2 separate regions of the Arachis hypogaea genome follow, and region 2 is linked to region 1. Evidence: chromatin contacts called from public Hi-C data. All regions are on one chromosome and are shown on one strand. The core of a region is the stretch at or near the end of the contact, and the rest is flanking DNA. Distances in the headings are between cores, read along the strand shown.

Region 1 (4,635 bases), core at 1,046-3,545:
CAAAACCTCAATCTCAGCTTGGGATCACTTCAAGATGAGGATGGGCACAACCAAGAAGAAGAACACATGGAGCAGCAGAATCTGGGTGCAGGAGGAGAAGGAGCTCATGCTTACGCAAATTTCTTCACACCCCAGCTGGAGGTACCGCTGGTCCGTACACTCATGTAACCATCCTTGCTCATGTGTACAACTATATGATAGACAACCAAACAAAGATGCAAGCTTTGACCACGAAAATGATGGCTAGGGATCAAACGAGGTATAGAACCCCTTCACCACCTCCAGTCGTGAATTTGGAGAATATAGAGAAAGACGAGAACACCCTAATCACTCGTAGGAAGTTGGCGCATATTCTAAAAGGCAAAGGAGAAGCAAGTGAACCCACTTGGAGATAAGTCCACCATTTGGGCATCATATTTTGGCAAAACCCTATCCTAAGAGGTACTAACTGCCAACCTTTCGTAAATTTGATGGTACCGGAAGTGCCAAAGAACACATCATGTCATTCTTGGATGACCTTGGGGGTATTCAGGAACCACTAGGACCTCAAAATCAAGGAGTTCTCAAAATCATTGACAGGAAGGGCATTCACGTGGTATTGCAAGTTGAAAGCCAATAGCATCAACACCTAGGAGAAATTAGTGACGGAGTTCTGCAACAAGTTTCTAGAAGAGGAACTCTCTATGCATATCATGGACCTAGGAAGAGTGAAACAGAGACAAGGAGAAGGATTGGTAGCATTTATCAAGAGATACAGAGATCAAGCTTTACTTTGTATATACACTCAATTGGTGTACGGGTGTATTAAAAATGTGGAAGACGGATCCCAAATTTATCTTTCTATGAACAACATAAACACTTTTTCTGAGCTTTTAAAGAGAGCATCTGACATAACTGAGGCAGTGAAGCGTAATGGAAGGAGATCTAAAGAAGTTTCCCCTCTGGAGGTGTGTGTTGTTGATGGCAGGGGCAGAAGGCGTTCCTATTCTAAGGGCCCTAACAAAAACAGTCCTCCACCATTAATTTTTATATGATTGTTGATGGCAGGGGCAGAAGGCGTTCCTATTCATATATGATTGTGTACTAAAAATATAAACCCTTTTTGTACATCATTAATTTTTATAATGACCTACAAACATGGTCAAAAAAGAGTTAAGTTCCTCCTAAAGGTATTGGGCTAAAAGGATGGAACCCAAAAGAACACCTTGAGGAGTTGAATTTCTCTTCAGTGAGAACTATATTGGTGGAAGTGGATTGGTTGGATTTGGAGTGTAAAGGTGTCATCTAGTTGAAAGAAAACCAAACTAGATGTCCCTTCACTAATGTCACATGTCAGGAGCTTTAGTTTAACGTGTGGGAATCAACTTCCTACCCTTTTCAGTTGATAAGACTTGAGGTGATCCCAAATACCTAAAGATATTTTGGAAAGAGCAGTAAACCAAATGTCAGACTAAAACCATTGGCCAAGTGGTGTCCTCTTCATCATGGTTTTATGCTATAAAAAGGACCTCAAGCCACCTCTGTAAATCATCTTTTCCTTCATCCTTCATCCTTCACTCTCACTTTTCACTTTCACCTTGATCATCTTCTTCTTCACAGACTTTGAAACCCTTTTTATCCTTTACTTTCACCTTCACCTTCATCCTCTTCTGAGAGCTTCTCTTCTCTGTAAACCATTCCTGTCCACTTTAAACAAAGTTCGTTCATCCTCTTGTGACATTAGTGGAGGTCTCAACACTTGTTCTCCACCTCTCTTCCTCACTATTAGTTCTTGTATTGCTTATTTGCCATTAATAGAAGTGTCTTCCTCACAAGTTTACTTACCCCTAATCTCTCACCTTAACTATTATTTTTCACTTAATCTATTTCTCACGAAACCCACCCGAATCATCTGGCGACTCCACTGGGGAGGAACACTTCGACGTGATGGCTGAATCTAGCAATACTCATCCTGGGCAGAATCGAGCACCTAAGAGACGCTCAATAACTCCTCAGGATCTCAACCTCAGCTTGGGATCACCTCAAGACAAGGACGGGCACAACCAAGAAGAGGAACACATGGAGCAGCAGAATCTGGGTGCAGGACGAGAAGGAGCTCATGCCTATACAAATTTCTTCACACCCCATGCTGGAGGTACCACTGGCATGCACACTCATGTAACCATTCCTGCTCATGTGTACAACTATATGATAGACAACCAAACAAAGATGCAAGCTTTGATCACGAAAATTATGGCTAGAGATCAAACGAGGTATAGAACCCCCTCACCGCCTCCATTCGCGAACTAGGAGAATATGGAGGAAGACAAGAACACTCCAGTCACTCGTAGGGAGTTGGCACGTATTCTAAAGGACAAAGGAGAAGCAAGTGAACCCACTTGGGAGATAAGTCCACCATTCGGGCATCATATTTTGGCAAAACCATACCCTAAGGGGTACCAACCACCTACCTTTCATAAATTTGATGGTGCTGGAAGTGCCAAAGAACACATCCTGTTATTCTTGGACGATCTCGGGATGTTCAGGAACCACCAAGAGCTCAAGATCAAAGAGTTCTCAAAATCACTGACAGGAAAGACGTTCACGTGGTATTGCAAGTTGAAAGCCAGTAGCATCAACACCTGGGAGCAATTAGTGACGGAGTTCTGCAACAAGTTCCTGGAAGAGGAATCCTCCATGCACATCAAGGACCTGGGGAGAGTGAAACAGAGACAAGGAGAAGGATTAGTTGCATTCGTCAAGAGGTACAGAGATCAAGCTTTACTTTATATAGACACTCTCCCAGAGCCACAATTGGTGTACGGGTGTATTAGAAATGTGGAAGATGGATCCCAAATTTATCTTTCTATGAGCAACATAAACACTTTCTTTGAGCTCTTAAAGAGAGCATCTAACATAACCGAGGTAATGAAGCGCAATGGAAGGAGATATAAAGAAGTTTCCCCTCTGGAAGTGTGTGCCGCTGATGGCAGGGGCAGAAGGAGTTTCTATTCTAGGGGTGCAAAGATAAACAGTCCTCCACCCCCACTACCTCTCTCCAGAGCTCAGGCCATGGTTGTCGTAAATGGATGGTTTGAGGATGGAACATTAAACCCCAGAACAGATAGAGAGCCACCAACCCCTGAAGACTTGAGAGATCCAAGATATTGCATGGTGCACCGCAATAAGGGCCATGGGTTGACCGATTGTTATGTGGTGAGGACGATGTTTCATAGGCAAGTGAAGGAAGGGAAGATACTCCTAAATGGGGAACAAAACCAAGAAGGTGTAAAAAACACTCCTTTTCCTCAACATGATGTTCGAATGATAGGCGTTGAAGAAGAGGTAATGCTGACAGAGATCGTAGATAAAGCAGAAGAGATGGTCACCATGGAGGAGTCCTTGGATGAAGACACGTTGACAAGAGGTCTTTTGAAGTCTCGAGGTTGTAGAATCATGTTCAACCAACTTGGCTTAGAACCCCACATTCAGAAAGAGGTGGCCAGAGCTCTAATAGGAGTTATTCAGAAGCATGAAAAAGGTTTTGGGGGTATCAACGCTCAGCTCACAAGATTAGCAAAGGCCCATGCAAACGCCCTGGTGTTTCGGGACCCTGACTCATTTAATGGGGAGTTCTACCATAATAAACCATTGTACGTGGAAGCAGTGGTAGAAGGCATGAAGGTCAGAAGGGCCTTGGTGGATGCTAGATCAGGGGTAAACATCATACCCACTCATATATTTCTAGAAATGGGAGGTTCTGCTGATCAGATAAGGCCTACTCAAGTCGGGCTCAATGCTTTTAATGGAGTGGGTGTGAAATCTAGAGGGTGTGTTAATGCTATCTTGGAGGTTGGCCCCATAAAGACCAATAATAAGTTTCATGTGGTGGATGGAAGCTCTAGCTACCACATCCTACTGGGACGTCCATGGATTCATTTACATCGGTGCGTTCCTTCAAGTTGGCATCAATGCATAAAGTCTAGCTGGAGAGGGAAGGATATTAGCATCTCAGCCACTGTAACACCCTTTGATGCGGGAGAAGCACATTTAGTGGATGCGAGTTTCTATGAAGAGCTTACGTTACCAGGGGTCAACAAAATAAGGCCTGTACAGGAATGCACCATTGGAACACCCAGACAAAAAGCAGTACGGAAGGACACCCTGAGGGAGGAAGCACCAAAAGAAAACACCAAAAAACGAGCAACAACAATCGAAGACCTAGGGCTTCGTAAGGAAATTCTCCCAGGTGGAGGATATCGGTGGTGTATCCTATAGGAACTCGGGGGTCCAGCGGAGGAAAATTACCAGAACTCCCCTGGCCCCGACATCCTAAGTATACAAAAAAAAGAACATCTGCAAAGCAGCATAGAAAATGCCCCTGTCCAACTCCAAGATGAAGCAAAGCAGAAGGAGGAAGAGTTGGAAGAGATTAATTTAGGGACTGAAGAACACCCGAGGCCTTTGTTCATGTGTAAAACTCTAGGGGAGAAGGAGAAAAGGGATTTGATAGCATTATTAACAGAGTTCAGAGATGTGTTCACTTGGAACTATGATGAAATGCCAGGGTTAGATCTAAACCTAGTGACCCACAATTTAGCCGTGAGGAAAGGAGCAACTCCTGTCAAGCAAGCTCCTAAAAAATTCTCCAATGAA
Region 2 (4,635 bases), core at 1,512-4,011, 90 kb after region 1:
ACACCAACCCTCCACCTCTCTATATACCAACATGTTTGAACACCACTACTCAAGAACCGCCTTCACCTACAAAAAATAGCAATATAGCCATACCTTCCCCTGTGACCTCTGAGCTCCCATAACATATTGTTGTCACTTCTGAATTTGATGCTAAACGCATGGTTGTGCAAAGTGTTTCCAACACTGCAGCAATCACAAATGAGGATAAAAGTCTAAATAACAGTATCTCTATAGAAACCTACCCTGAACACAAAACACTCAAAATGTACATGCAAACATTACATGTAAAAGTAATGACCTTGCTATGCAGCTGTGGCACCAAAAGCTTGGTCACCCAGGTGACAAAATAGTAAGCCTTGTCACAAAAGAATGTAATATTCTTCATGAATCAATAAATAAAGAAAATTGCATTCCTACTCTTTGTCATGCATGCTGTATTAGTATTCTCAGATATTTGGGGACCAGCCCCTGTTCACAGTAGACTTGGCCACAAATACTATATTTGTTTCGCTGATTCAAGTACCAGATGTACCTATACCTATCTGTTAGAGACAAAAGACCAAGCCTTTGATGCTTTTGTGAAATTTAAAGCGCTCATTGAAAATAGGATAAGTCTGAAGATCAAATCCCTCCAAATAGACAATGCTTGTGAATATCTCTCAGCCACATTCAAAGCCTATCTCGACTCCAATACTCCATCACAGACTAACCTGCCCATAATCCCACCAACAAAATAGTACTGTTGAAAGAAAACACTGCCACATCACTGAAATCACCCTCACACTAATGGCCCAAGCTTCTCTGCCTCTATCTTTCTAGGGAGATGCCACCCTCTTTGCGATCTATCTCATCACGACTGCCTAGCCAAACACTCTCCTACAAATCACCTCTCGAGCTTCTCATTGGCTGCAAACCTAACAACTCGTTCCTTAAACCATTTGGTTGTGCCTGCTACCCCCTACTCAAACACTACAACCCTCACAAATTCAACCACAAGTCTCACCAATGCATATTCATTTGGTACACAGGAAATCAGAAAGAGTATAAATGTTTATCTCCATCAAGAAAGGAATTCACATCCAGAAACATCATCTTCAACGAATTCGAATTCCCATATCCCCACTTCTTCAATACCTTCTATCACTCCCCGTCATCACCATCTATAGCCCAATCCAACCAAAATCCTCTCTTACTTTCCCTTCTAATACCACCCTCACTATATCCTCAGTTGTGCAACAAGCACAGCAGTCCTCAACTCAGCCTTTTAGCCTCTCCCTTGACCATCACTCCCATCTTCCCACAACCTCAACACCTACACAACAGCCCTCGACCCACCCTACCTGTTCCCCACCCCACAATCGAACACCTAATTCCATACATCCATTATATAATGCTTCCAATATTGTTAATTGCATACCTGAGTCATTACTTCTTGCGTCTGTGTCTTATCCTGCATTTTCTGATACTATTGTTGATGTTTCCCCTTATTAGAACTCCCTTGCAAGTGTTGAATTGAGATCTTTGTAGGAACCGTTGCCACTACTGTCTGTCGAAGTGCTGCTGCCATAATCGTCTGTGGAAGTCCCTACATCAAATGTCCACTCAATGCAAACCAAGAGCAAATCAGGGATCTTTAAGCCAAAAACATATGTTACAGTAGTTAGAGAGGGGATTCACCTGCGTAATCATGCTTCTATGGTAGTGGTTGATGCCAATTCTAGTCTGGGAACTTGGGTTCTGTGCACTCTGGCTCTTGTGACTACGGCGACTGGCGATTTTGGCCGGTGCGATCGTGCTCCTATAGCGACAGCAGACGCAGACTCTTACTCGTGCACTCGGGTTTGTGATCGTGCTCTTGTGGTGGTGGTTGACTAACTCCATGGCTGAGTCATTGAGCAGTTCCCACTGGCGTGAGGCGATGCAAGAGGAATATAAAGCCCTAATTCATAAGAATACATGGTGGCTCACAGGCAGGCCCACTCACACAGCCCCTGTCATTGGCTGTAAGTGGGTATTCCACATCGAGAAGTATCCTGACGGCATGGTGCAGAAGTACAAGGCAAGACTTGGCGCGAATGGATTCCATCAGAAAGAAGGCATCAACTTTGATCAGGTCTTCAACCCCATGGCTAAACTAGCCACTGTCAAGGTCGTGTTAAGTGTTGCACTTGCAAAAGGATGGAAAGTTCGCTAGTATGACTTCAATAACGCGTTCCTCAACAGTGATCTAGAGGAAGAGGTCTTTATACCCAGCCTAAGGGATTCACTTCGTCTGCTCATCCTCAACATGTTTGCCAACTCCAGAGATCCCTCTATGGCTTAAAGCAGGCCCTAAGAGTCTGGTTTACCAAATTACAATACACCCTTCACTTGTTTGGCTTCCACAACACCAGATTAGACACTACCATCGTCTTCACCAAGTTTACAGCCACCTTAGCCACATTCATCCATGTGTATGTTGATGACATTCTGGTCACTGTCTCCTCTGACTCTGAAATTCAAGTAGTTACACTCCACCTTCTCTCTCAAAGACCTTAGTGAAATGAGCTACTTTTTGGGCAATAGAGGTCGTGAGACACAATGAAGCAGAAATTCACATTTTACAAACCAAATATATCAAAGATCTTCTCCATAAAGCTGAGATGTCCATTGCAAAACCTATGCCTACCCCCATGACCTCTGACTTGAAACTCTCAGCTCATGAAGGAGAACCCTTCCCCAAACCAGCCTTGTATCGATCAATTGTAGGTTGACTTCAGTAAGCTATAATCACCCGCCCTGAGATCTCCAATGTTGTCAACAAAGCCTCCCAGTTCATGCAGTATCCCCTTGAGAGCCATTGAAAGGCAGTAAAGCAAATATTGCGATATCTTTCCAGGACTATTCATCATGGTCTCCGATTCCATAAGTCAACAGATTATAGACTCTACGGATTTTGTGACTCCGACTGGAGAAGTGATATGGATGATAAGAAATCAACTAGTGGATTTTGTGTGTACTAAGAGAGAACTTTGTCTATTGGTCTAGCCAAAAGAAAACAACGGTCTCAAAGAGTTCAATATAAGTAGAGTACAGAGGCCTTGCAGCAGGGCTCACGAAAATTATTTGGATTCAGAACCTCCTGATTGAAATGCATGTTGTATGGTTAAATTGAGTCTCTATAACAACAGCCAAAGTGTTGTACTACTGGTTGCTAATCCTGTACTGCACAACAAAAGCAAGCACTTTGAACTAAATCAACATTTTATCAGAGACTATGTTACGCAAAAGAAAATCACCATCCAGCATATTCTATCCCAAGATCAGATTTCTGACATGCTAATAGAGCCACTCTCAGCATCAAATTTTCTAAGGCTCAGAGCCAAAATCAGAGTAGCTAAAAGAGACCACATTAGCAGGGTTAATGTAAGTACACCTCCAAAGCAAAATGAAAATCATGAAGCAGCAGGGTTGATGTAGGTGTAGTTAGAGAAGAATATAAGAATACATCAAAAACTAACTCAGCAAAGCAGTTAGAAACAAGGAGTAGTTAAAAATTAGAAGAGTGTAAACTTCCTATAACTAACTCTCGCGCTCAGTAAAACTAAAAGCTGAAAATGAGTATAAATATCTTGTACAAATAAATCTCAATGTGTGTGAATGAAAAACTGAAATCTCTCTCTCTCTCTCTCTCTCTCTCTCTCTCTTTCTCTCTCTCTCTCTCTCCTCTCTCTCTCTCTCTCTCTCTCTCTCTCTCTCTCTCTCTCTCTCTCTCTCTCTCTCTCTCTCTCTCTCTCTCTCTCTCTCTCTTCTCTTCTCTCTCTCTCTCTCTCTCTCTCTCTCTCTCTTCTCTCTCTCTCTCTCTCTCTCTCTCTCTCTCTCAGTGATCACTACTGTGATTTAAAATCAATACGATTTGTGCATGACAAATTGATTAGTTTTTTAACACAACCATATAAAATACACATTAAAGTATAAAATACACCTTCGAAACAAATTAAACTATAAATATATTCATAAATATTTATTATGCAAATAATCATTTTTTTTATTTTAATATGTGTCAGTTTGTGTTAAATTATATAGTTGGAAAAAAGTGTTAAGTATAAATGAAGTCGGAACAAGTTTATATATAAAGTGAAAAGCTTAAAAAAAAAAAGGACAACGCATAACATAAGTTGAATTGGCAGGTGATGTTCAGCAACAGGAAAGAAAGATGTGAGCTTTTGGAGGCCTTACACATTAGCTACAAACACATCAACATTCCAATTTTTTCTCAGGTAATCTTCTTTATTCGTTTCTCATTCTCCTAACCCCTCCATAAATTCTATGTTCTCTTTCCTTTACATGCAGCGAATTCATCTTCTGTGGGGTGAGAATGATAAGATTTTCAAAAAGGAGCTTGCACACAATATGAAAGAGTAAGAATCATATATGCATAGAGCCTACGTATACTTTTATTGTTTTACCCTCCTTCATTAGCTGGTGATTGAAAAGACATGGTAACATATATATACATGACATGACATACAGGCTGCTGGGAAATAAGACAACATTTGAAGGCATAAAAAATGCGGGTCACCTGGTTCATATGGAGAGACCATGTGCATTTAATACCTCTCTCAACCATTTTCTTTCTTCCCTCTTATTCCCAAC

Evidence for each region. Hi-C and Micro-C count contacts between places; a contact is called where the count stands out from the background.
Region 2: a Hi-C map of leaf shows a contact between it and region 1, with 6 times the contacts expected there. The contact joins the enhancer-like site here to the promoter of LOC140179107 in region 1. A contact is called at or near these places in 4 of 8 Hi-C or Micro-C datasets (leaf and an unstated tissue).

The regions. Positions count from the first base shown.
Region 1 is chr15:10,970,639-10,975,273 of arahy.Tifrunner.gnm2.J5K5, forward strand. LOC140179107 reads left to right here and starts at 2,296. Exons shown (of 2, transcript XM_072217725.1): 1 at 2,296-4,128; 2 at 4,258-4,635. The coding sequence starts at 2,296.
Region 2 is chr15:11,060,165-11,064,799 of arahy.Tifrunner.gnm2.J5K5, forward strand. LOC112749206 reads left to right here. Exons shown (of 4, transcript XM_025797468.2): 2 at 4,170-4,259; 3 at 4,333-4,400; 4 at 4,513-4,635. It overlaps LOC140173189 (a long non-coding RNA gene), which reads left to right. Exons shown (of 2, transcript XR_011873145.1): 2 at 1-3,663. Among protein-coding and RNA genes, the nearest start is that of LOC140173189, 3.9 kb to the left of the region's middle. Within about 2 kb of position 2,762, at least 1 of the 3 cell types and tissues checked has open chromatin away from gene starts, as enhancers often do.